Linked DNA regions of Mus musculus: regions 1 and 2 are each linked to region 3. A link is a contact called in public Hi-C and promoter capture Hi-C data. All regions are on one chromosome and are shown on one strand. The core of a region is the stretch at or near the end of the contact, and the rest is flanking DNA. Distances in the headings are between cores, read along the strand shown.

Region 1 (3,590 bases), core at 611-3,110, 2.3 Mb before region 3:
AGCACCAGGCCTCCAAGTAGGAAGAAAGCTATCTACCAACGGAGACAGGAGGAGATCCAGCAGTCCCCGGATGATTGCAGTTTGGAGCTCAGCCAGCTATCTGCCCTCAGAGGAGCATTCCCAGGAACCTTATGAGTCACTTCCTGAACTAACCTCCTCACAGCCAGACACATGGTGGGTTATCATGGAGGACCCCCCAACATCTGCTGACTCACTCCTGCTGGCAACAGGGGGGGAAGCACCAGCAGACCTTCAGGGTACATTCCTGTTGATCGGCACCCCCAAGCATTCCCTGAGTCCCACAATCAGGCTGCTAGGTACTTACCACTCATACCCGTTCCCAGATATGGCAGAGAGCTCAGGCCACCCTAAGGGACAGTTTGTGAGGACTCTGAGCTGACTCTACTACCAGCCAGGGCAGAGACAATAAGATGCCGGTAGGTGGAGCCTGTACAACCAGCTCTCCTCCCGACTGTAGGGGGAGGTCCCAGTTCCACATATGTGAATGTGCCACTCCTCCAGGAGTCCCCTAGTCACACCCTGCCCTAGACACACTATTGTCTGACTGAGGACAGTGTACAGACCTCGGCTGACGCAGGTCAGATTCCCAGACACACACCTAAGCAGAACTGTTAGCCAGGGGCCTTGAGGCTCTGCCCAGGCACCAGCTCTCACCTCTCAAGTCAGGACCAGCAGGTACAGGTCAAAAGTCACTCTCTGCCCTTCACCTAGCAGGTGGGATCTTGCCACTCCAACTACAGAAGCTTAAGCAGTGGTCAAAATGGTTCTCAGAGCCACCAGATCTGCAAGGAAGCATAACAGGCAGGCCTGCTGTTTTCTACTGGACGGCGGCAGGCCAAAGAACATGGCTGACCTGCCTGATCTAGGGAGGGACCAAATGCCTTCTCCAAGTGCCCCACCTTCCAGTCCCATCCATCACAGTCCCTCCCCCACCAAACAGCAGCGACCGCAAACTGAAGGAGGATGCATCGACTGTCCATTTTGGAAAGTGGGAGAGATTTCAGAGCTCTATTTGGAGATGGGACCCAAAAATGCATGCTGCCTCACTGAAAGCGGGCAATGACATAAAGAAGCCTGGCCACAATGCAAACCCCCGGGGCCAGGCTCTAAAAGCCCAGAATCTATGGGCTTTTAGACACATCCATCAACCTAAGCCAAGAGACAATCAGCAGACTGGATGTAAATTCTCTGTGAAAGTGCCGGTGTGAGAGCCTGGACCAGCCAGAAATAGCTCCTGCGGCCTGGACACAACCGCCCTACACTTAGCTCCTGGACCTGTCCTGGGCCTTCGGCACCCGCCCCACCGACCCGATTAAACACTGAAGTGGGCTGGGCGAGGAATCCCCGCGTCACAGAGATGAAGTCACCACCGCCCCTGCCGCCCTCCCCCGCCCCGTGCCAGTGGGCGGACCTGCGGTCTCAGGGGAGGGAACCGGTGTCCAGGGACAATGAATAGGGTGGTCAGACTTTTAAATTTCTGGGTTTCTGCACGAAAGAGACCGTCAGGCCTGCTCAAGAACCACAGAAGCTCTCTCCCTCACCCCTCCCCCTCCGGCCTTCTAACTGCCCGGCCCCGGCGTCGATCTTCCGGAAAGGAGTCTGCAACCCTGTCCTACCTCAGGCTCTGCCTCCTGGGCGTCCCTGAGGCCAGCTTGGAGACTAGGAACACCAGTGAGCGAGGAACTCAGGACACTGCTCCCCACACCCTCCGGCTATGCTTCACGGAGCACTCACCAACCACGCTTTGAAATACCAGCCCCGGCAGCCACGGTAGGAGCGATCACTCGGAGTACAGAGAACGCTCGGCCCGGGGCCTGCGAGGACACGCCCTGCGCGCGACCCCGCCCCGGGCGCAGCCCCGCCCACGGCCGGCCTGGGCAGGCAAGTCCTAACTGGTTTGGTGCTAAGGCGCGCGCCAGAGAGACCTGTGGGTCTGTAAAGTTAGTTTAAAGGTGCCCCGTTTGTCATCAAAAGCCCCAACTCGCCCAGAGACAGAGGAGCTAGACCAGAGGTAGAACCCAGGTGGGGAGCGAAGAGGTGGGGAAGGTGGCACCTAGCCCACCAGAGGTCCAGAACTGAGGTCAAGACCAGTTTCTCTAGTCTAAGCCGGGAGAACCACTCTAAAGCTGCAGGTTCTAGCGGCTGAAGAAATGCTAGAGGGGAAACTCCAGATACAGTGTGGAGGGTGCCAGAAGATTCCATAGAGACATGAGGGCCCTGCGAGAGGTGCCCAGTGTGGGTGGCATATGGTCTGGCTAGGAACTGTGCCAAAGGATGATGGATAAAGGACCTGGACCAGAAAGCTAGCTGACCACGGAGGTGAGGAGCGGGACCTTCCACGTGTGGACTAGCGTGGGAGCGGACACCTGTTGAAACCTGAGTCCTGGGAGCTTCAGCTGGGAGGAATGGGTGAGGGCTTGGTGAATATCCAGAATCACAGAACACACACAAGCACACAGGAACCCCCAGCTGCAGGAACGAAGGGGTTAATGTGCACCTGTAAACCCCTCCATGTCACCTTGTGCCATGGATACCAAGCATGAACCACAAATGCACCGTGGCTCCCAAACACACAAGAGCCAAGGAGTACACAGTATACAATGGCCTTTATTGGTCCTTCAGACAAAGATTAAGGAAGACAGGATAGCCGGGCGTGGTGGCACACGCGCCTTTAATCCCAGCACTCGGGAGGCAGAGGCAGGCGGATTTCTGAGTTCGAGGACAGCCTGGTCTACAGAATGAGTTCCAGGACAGCCAGGGCTACACAGAGAAACCCTGTCTCGAAACCCCCCCCCCCAAAAAAAAGGAAGACAGGATAAAGACTGAAGGACTGAAGGCCTTGACTACTCTGAGGTTAGCTCCTTCAGGCATGGGATGCCTTCTGGGTAGAGCCACACACTTAGCAAGTATCCGCCACCAAGACCAGTCCCTCCTAGGGGCAGTCCTCTGGATAGGGAAGTGAGTCACTCGGGGCTGGTCATCGGGCACTAGGAAGATGGCCAGAGCCTCGTCTGGGGGGCCGAGCCCAGCCACAGCAGCAGCAGCAGTAGATGGGTCCGGGCTTGTGGGCAATAGCTAGAGCCTTCCTGTGGCTACTGCCCAGCAGCTTGGTCTCACAGGCATCTCTCTCATCTCGAAGCCTCAGATTCAGCTCCCTAGAAAAGAGAGGTAGGAGACCGAGGAGGCTAAGATCTAGAGGAAAAAGTGCATGGGGGAGATGCCTTCCCTGAGTCAAGAGGACTACAGAGCCAGCCGCATGAAGGCTATAGGGCAGACATAAGGACTTCCAGCAACATGGGTAGGAGCCAATACTATCTGGAAACTTGAAACCACTTCCCATTAGCCCAGGCAGGCCTGACCCACCTCAGCAGCTCCAGCTGCCTTAGGAGGCTGAGTTTCTCTTTCTGCATATTCCTGGAGACAGCAACCACATCTCTGTGGACAGGAAGGCTGTGATCCAGATGTGGGTTGGGGGGACAGACCCTTCTACCCTCACCACAGGCACTTCACCACACCTTTGGGTTTGCTCCTGCCGACCCTGTGCTTCGCCCTCCAGTCGACTGAGCTGC
Region 2 (3,390 bases), core at 94-2,593, 2.7 Mb before region 3:
CCCACCATGAGAGAGCTTTAAGTCAAGGAAGAACAAATGCTGTGGTTCTGCTCTGACAGACTGTGCCAGGGCTTGAACTGATTTCAGGAACGTACTGAAGCATTTTATGAGATAAAGTTTTTTCTTGGGAACAATTCCCCCTTGGTGTTGTTGGTGGTGGTGTGTGTCTTTTTTAAACTGCTTAGTACTGAAGGATTTGGGATTCATCAGAGGCCATATGTGTGGTCTTAGTCACAAGGGGATCCTATTGTGCTATCCAGATATAATTTTATACAACAGGTTGTCTGCTGCATGTTTAGACACAAGTCACAGGTTTTGTCTATAACCAAGAAGAAAGGATTGAGCAGGGATGTGGACACCAGGAGAGATCAGGGGTCTCTTTAAAACTCTGTCTGCCACAATGGATAGTCTTTTGTGTCTTAGCTTTATCAGCATAGAGATGACAGTTTGGGCAACAGGAGCTAGAGACCGGTGAGAACTGGATATAGATCAGTGTCCAGGAACAGAGCCCAGATGCAGTCCCATGTTATGCCAAGGTAGAGACTGTCACTAGAGTTGGAAGATGTAATCTTAAAGATGAAAGGAACACAAGAGAACATGGTGTGAGTGAGGAAATGTTCTTGGTACTCCTAGACAGTACCAAGTCTATTGCCGCACAAGTAAAAGGGGACCTACAGACTGGTGACCACCATAGGGTAAACTCCTTATAGGAACTACCCTGGTTCTATCTGGCCAAGTATTCTTCTGAAGAGAGTGCTCTGAAAAGGCAAGAGTGGGTGGCCCGGGTTTCCTAGGGACAGATCTTCATCTCTCCATTCATTTAGCAAATCCAAGGCTGGTGGAAGTTTTCCGTCCCACTCTTGTCTCTCCTTCAGCTTGGTTTCTTCTTTTAAAATTTAAATATAAATGTTCTCCCTCCCACAGAATTTTGAGGTAATTCAAGAGCTTGAGGGTAGCTGGTTCTACTGCCATCTGTTTTTTTTTTCGCTCAGGCAGCCAAACCTCAGTTTTCTCCAAGCGGATCACGCACCTGCAAGCGGTGGTATCACAGCTATCTCCAGTTAGGTGACTAGACGCTGTGGCAACTCGACCGAATTGAGATGTGCGTCCCTGTTCTAGGTGTATGCGACTGGGTGAGCAGGCTTCTGCCCGCAGGAGAGTGTTCAGGTTTAGGCATGCGCAAACAGTCTGACAGCCATTTTAACGGGCTGCTGAGCGCCCGAAGGGAGCCACTGCGCAGGCGTGTACGGGAGACCCATTTCCCCCTGAGGTCGGAACACGCGTGCGCGGATTAGCCGGAAGGGGCGGGGCCAGCTATTGCCAAGCTCTGTGCTTTGGGAACGCCGGGGTGGGGCGGGGCGGGGCGACTGTCAGCTGACTGAAGAGCCGATTGCCTCGCGGGACAACGGTCGGCGACGCAGCTTGTGGTGGGAGCGGAAGAGCTCTCCCGGCGGGTCTCTGTGCAGTTGGCGAGGCAGAGGGCCGCCGCAGCACCATGGCGACCACCGTCAGCACGCAGCGCGGGCCGGTGAGTGCTCTGGGCCAGAGCCTGGCTGGGGCAGTGGAGCCTGGGGTCGGACTCCTCAGTCTTTTACGGGGCCCCTCGCGGGTTGCTCTTCCGTCCCGGGGCTTCGCGGGTCCTACCTTCGGGTACCCACCCGGAGCAGCGACTCTCGTCTATCGGACATCTGGGGTGGAGGAAGGCAGAATTTGATGGTTCCCCAGATGCCCACGGGCCCTGAAGCTCCTGGCCTCCTTCATGGAGAGGGATCCTGACTCCCGTGGTCCTCCTGGGTGGAGGCCCTGAATAGGGTTCCTCTACACAGAAGAAACCTTACCCCATTGGTCCCCAGATGGAGTGGGACCCCGACTTCCCTTAGTTCCTCAGATAGAAAGGGCCCTGAACCCCTTACGTTCTCAGATCTATCACCTGCTTGGTCTCCCAGATGGACACAAGCCCTGACTCTTGGTCTCCCAGATTGAGAGTGGTACTGACTACATTAATTTCCCAAACTGAGAGGTGCCTTGGTTCCCCGTCTCTCAGAGGAGTGGAGTCGGACACCTTTGGTCCCCCAAAGGAGAGAGATAACCTGGTCTCCTTGGTTTCAGAAATGGTGAAAGATCCCACTTTGTAGTCTGTCCTTACTTGTGACAGTTTCCTCTTCTCCCTAACATCTATAGAAAATAGGGTACTACCTCTTGAGCTTAGTTAGTGGCTACCTTTTCAAGCCTCAATTTCTTCATTTATAAACGAGGAGAGGGGAGCAGAGAACTTGGAAGACCCAACAGGGTTGTCTCTTCAGGATTGTCTTGGGTTCTATTATACTACCTGTCTCACCTCCCCTAGTGTGTATGGCCTCCCAGTAGCTCCCTGAGACTGGTGTGGGTGGGATGTTGTTAGCCAACTGTGGCTGTGTGGAGTAGAACATTGTTCTGATCAGCACCTCAGTGCCTTTTCCCCTGAAGTTAATATTGAGTGTGCCTGCAAAGCCTGTGGTTTCCCAGAGTTTTTTCACCCTGACAGCTTGGTGTTGATTGTGTGTGTGTGTGTGCGTGTGTGTGTGTGTGTGTGTGTGTGTGTGTGTGTGTGTAACAGGTAACTCCTTGGGATAGATTACTGATTTCCTGACTTTGAAGAAAGCCTCAGGCTTGTTAGATGCTTTTTAGGAGGGCTTTGAAGCCAGATCTCCTGAGCCACTGTCAAACTTGGATGGAGATTTCCAATGTTGGAGTTACTTTCATGTTCATCAACCCTTCTTCATCCTCACGGTGTCTCAGCAAACTATAGAAGATTGATGGTGGCTGCCAGAGGAGAAAGGGAGACAGAGCTTTGCCCTTTTCATATCCCCTGCCAAGTGGACACATGGCCAAGGAGAGTGGACCCTTTCTTACCGTGTGGTCTGAGAGTGTCCTTATCTCTTGTGGTTCAGGCTGAGTTTGAATTCATCTGATGGTGAACTCCATGTCTGTCATGAGTAAGAAGCTATCTTTCCCTGTTGCTTAGAGAAACTCTGGTGTTGTACAGAGCTGCAATAACCTACACAGTGATGAGTAATTGGGAGTGTCAGATGATGTTGATACTAGCAGAATCTGTGGAGTCAAATCCTGACGTTTGATCTTTCTACTTGCCCAGAGTTCCTGGGAGAATGTAGTCATAGAAATACAACATAGACAGCTGAGTGGTTTTAGGTTTTCATGACTTGTAACTTTGGGCTGTAAGAACTTGTCATAAGTGACGGGTATCTCAAGGTTTATTTGGGATATGCATATCTTCATCATAGTATTAGTGGTCACAATATTTAGAGTAACTGGACACTGAGCCACAGGTGTGGAGCACAGGGACACAGCTATGCATCGTAACTTATGTAAGCCAGAGAATGACAGTCACCA
Region 3 (3,437 bases), core at 179-2,678:
TCCAACTCACTGTGGTGAACTTCTAACTCCTGATCTTCCTGTATGCACCTCCAAAGTGCTTAGATGACAAGCAAACAGCCACCTGACTACAGTCTAACTGGAAGATACCAGTGGAAACAAGCATCCAGGATGAAAACACCGGGGGACTTTTCAAGTTTGCAAAACACCTGTAAGATGGGAAGAGATAAGACAGTTTCCTATTTCCACCCTGGAAATTCCTCTGCTTCTTGTATCCAAGACTCTGAAGTCAGGAAGCCAACCCCTGCCTCCCACACTGGCCCAGACCAGACCAAAGAGGTATCTAGGTGGGCACTAGGGAAAAACCTGGGCAATGACAATCTTGCATCTTAGTTCAATAATCCTGTTGCTTAGCCAGGGTATTACTTGCAAAACCATCCAAGCAAAGAGGATGGCTGAAAGATCTGCCAAATGCTGGCACACTTTCCTAGTTTCACTCTCCTTTAAGGAGCGGGTGACTTTTCAGTTAAGGAGCTGGTCTTAAAGGTGTACAATTCATGGGGAACCTAGGTCTGCGTTGGCAGGAGATATGCCACCCCCCCCCCCAAGCTGGGTAATGGGTCTCCCTAAGGTCTCCAAGCCTTTGCATAGTCTACGGCTTATTGTATTTTTTTTCTACACCTTGGAATTAGGAGGAAAGATTCTGCCTCCATCAAATTACATTGTAAGGAAAATGTGTGGACAAGAGGGAGGCAGGGGACTAGTGATGCTGTTTCCAGACTGGGCTGGTAGGGGAACTCGACTTTTGGACCTCAATCCCATCTTCCCAGGTGCGGCCACTGTAAAAGGGTAGGGGATCTAGTCATAGTTCTCTCCCACCACCGCGCCATCAAAGGCTGACGTTCACAGGACCCCCAGCAGACCAGACTCACTGCTCTGTGAGTCTGTGGCGGTCTCCTCAACCCAACCCAGCGTCTACTCCCGCCCGCCAGACTGTGACCCCGCCCCACAACCTGGTGGCCGGGTCCCATCCAGTGCAGCCGGCTAGCGGTGACTGACGTAACAGCTATCCCACCCTCCAGCCCCGTTGCTCTTCCCCGCCCACCTGCGACTCCGCCCTGACACGTCGGCTGCCCCGCCTCCGAGAGGCTCAGGCACCACCTAACAAACCAGCGAGCTGCGCGGTTTACCAGGTCGCCATGGAGACGCTGCTGCGGTACGGAGGCCGGAAGGCATCAAGTCGCAGGTCTGGCTTGGGATAGCTTCGGTGCGCGTGCGCTTACCGCCTCTTATGCTGGAGGTGGGCGACAAGGCCAGAAAGAAACTTCGAGAGGATGGGCTGGTGGATTCGGGGAGGGCTTGGGGACCCGAAGGAGGTCGAGTGATGCTTCTGCTGACCAGACCGTCTTCCAGGGCCATGGACCCTCGGGCCTCAGGCCTCTGGAACTGACCGCTGCCCTCCGCGCCTGCGCAGAAGCAGCTGCCGCAGTGCTGCGCTCTCGGCTTCCCAGGCTGGTGCCGGGTTTGCTGGCCCTTTTGTCCTGGGGCCTGGATCTGCACAGACTCTCCTAGTGTGGAAACTTGGAGGCTGTCCTTTTCCATTTAGAAACCTGCAGAGCAGGGTATTCTGGGAGGCAGGTCAACCAAGTCCATAGACCCTAAACCTTTAGAGAAAAAGGATCCCTCCCGAAAAGAGAAATTACGGGAACGTGGTAAACTGCCTTAGTATCAGATCTGGTGGGGATAGAAGGCCCGCTGCGGATTCTAGAGGATCCTGACCAATGAAGTGATATGGGTCACTCCTTTCTGGGGGCCAGAAGTTGAGATCTTAGCAATTTCCACCGTTTTTAGTGAGTAATGTGTCACACACAGAGCAACATGACACGTCATCAATTCTAAGGGAAACTATCGGAAATGAACTGGCCTGGACATTGAATTATGCCCTTAGCTAACGTGCTCAGTGATATAATCTTGCTAAACATTTTTGAAGTAGCAAAGCAGGATGGAACTGAAAGTATAAGATGGGACCAAAGTGGAAGTCTAGATCCAAAACAACAGCAAATTTTGTTTACTCAGGCCAGCAAGATGAGTTAATGCTTAGAACCTAGGTAGGGGAGAACCAATTCCACAGAGTTGTCCTGTGGTATCCCCTATATGAATGCAATAATAAATTTAAATAATAGAATAGAATTTTCAATTCATTTACTAATATATTCTTTAGGACTGAAAGTGAGATGGGAGTAAGTTGTAAGAAAATATCCCCAAACAAGAAAACAAGAAAACCTAGGAAACTCAAGAGTTGTGGGAGCCCAGTAGCCCTCTGATCAAATGTCTCCTGATGTCCCTTCAACACTGCAGAGATGGCGGCTGGCAGCTGGAATCCCCCCGAGTGTTCCATTGGTTACAGGTTGCTAAAGCTTGGGGTCAAGAGGTGCTGTGAGGAGCGTTAGGATACAGAGCAGGCAGGGCATTCCTGCCTGGCCACACAGGCCATCAGAGAGGCCCCTTTCTGGTGGCTCTCAGTGGAATGCTTGCCACGTACTCATGGGATCACCAGAATCCATTTAAAAAGTTCAGGTGCAGCAGTGTATGCCTATAATTCCTGTTCTTGGAGACAGGCAAGCGGATTCTGAGGGCTCACCGGCCAACCAGCCTCAACCACTGTGGAGCTCTAAGCCAGTGAGACCCTGTGTCAAAAAACAAAACAAACAAGTTAACAGCTCCTTAGGAACAACACCCATAGTTGACATTCAACCTCTACATATGTACATATACCCACCCACATATGTGTGCAGATATGTACACACACACATGCACACGCACACAAGTACACATGCTCCACCTTTCCTGCTACTAGGAAAATAGAATTATATCCAAAATTAGACATTAATTTATACACATTTGATTGGCAAAATGAGATGCTTGGTGTAATGGTCATGTGCTGGGAACTGGTGTCCATAGGCACCTCGGGGAGCCACTGGGTACTCCAGCCTAGCAGCATCTCAGCCCACTGCTTCATCCTACGGTTGTCTTGAGTTTTGATTTCCTTTAGAAGCCCATAAAATTGGTTTTTGTATCTGGTAGTTAATTATATGTAGGAACTCATCTTGCCTTTTTTTGTGCTCACTTTATTACCCAGCTAAACCGCCTCTGTTGAGTAGTTCTCTTGGCAAGTGTTTCTGGGCTATTCTCCTTAAGCTTATGAATGTAGCCTCTTTGTTTTCATCTAATTCTTGAATGACTATTTAACTGGTACGGAGTTCCTTGTTGACAACAATTTTCTATCAGAATTTTAAAGATATTGCTTGCTGGCTGCGGTTGAAAAGGCTGCTGCCAGCCCCATTGCCATTTCAGTGAAGGAAGCTGAAACCCTTCCGAAATCTGCATCCCTGTGTTTCTAGGTGCATACCAGGTTTCATTCTGTGCCTGGTGGGGACTATGTCCTGTGCTCAGGCTCTTGCCAGCCTTTTTTCTGCCAT

What was found. Promoter capture Hi-C pulls out the DNA fragments that hold promoters and counts their contacts. Hi-C and Micro-C count contacts between places; a contact is called where the count stands out from the background.
Region 1: a contact with region 3 is called in a promoter capture Hi-C map of cranial neural crest. The contact joins the promoter of Cd151 here to the promoter of Lrrc27 in region 3. A contact is called at or near these places in 2 of 39 promoter capture datasets (cranial neural crest and pre-B cells).
Region 2: a Hi-C map of CD4 T cells shows a contact between it and region 3, with 3 times the contacts expected there. The contact joins the promoter of Tollip here to the promoter of Lrrc27 in region 3. A contact is called at or near these places in 2 of 484 Hi-C or Micro-C datasets (B cells and CD4 T cells).

What each region holds. Positions count from the first base shown.
Region 1 is chr7:141,465,632-141,469,221 of GRCm38.p6, reverse strand. Cd151 (CD151 antigen) reads right to left here and starts at 1,860. Exons shown (of 8, transcript NM_001111049.1): 1 at 1,756-1,860; 2 at 676-803. Cracr2b (calcium release activated channel regulator 2B) reads right to left here. Exons shown (of 10, transcript NM_001025103.2): 8 at 3,537-3,590; 9 at 3,385-3,456; 10 at 2,620-3,176. The coding sequence ends at 2,999. It overlaps Gm10575 (predicted gene 10575), which reads left to right and starts at 1,451. Exons shown (of 2, transcript NR_152219.1): 1 at 1,451-2,340.
Region 2 is chr7:141,900,414-141,903,803 of GRCm38.p6, reverse strand. It overlaps Tollip (toll interacting protein), which reads left to right and starts at 1,343. Exons shown (of 6, transcript NM_023764.4): 1 at 1,343-1,528. The coding sequence starts at 1,496.
Region 3 is chr7:139,210,979-139,214,415 of GRCm38.p6, reverse strand. Lrrc27 (leucine rich repeat containing 27) reads right to left here and starts at 1,428. Exons shown (of 11, transcript NM_027164.1): 1 at 1,149-1,428. It also overlaps a transcript of Stk32c not described here.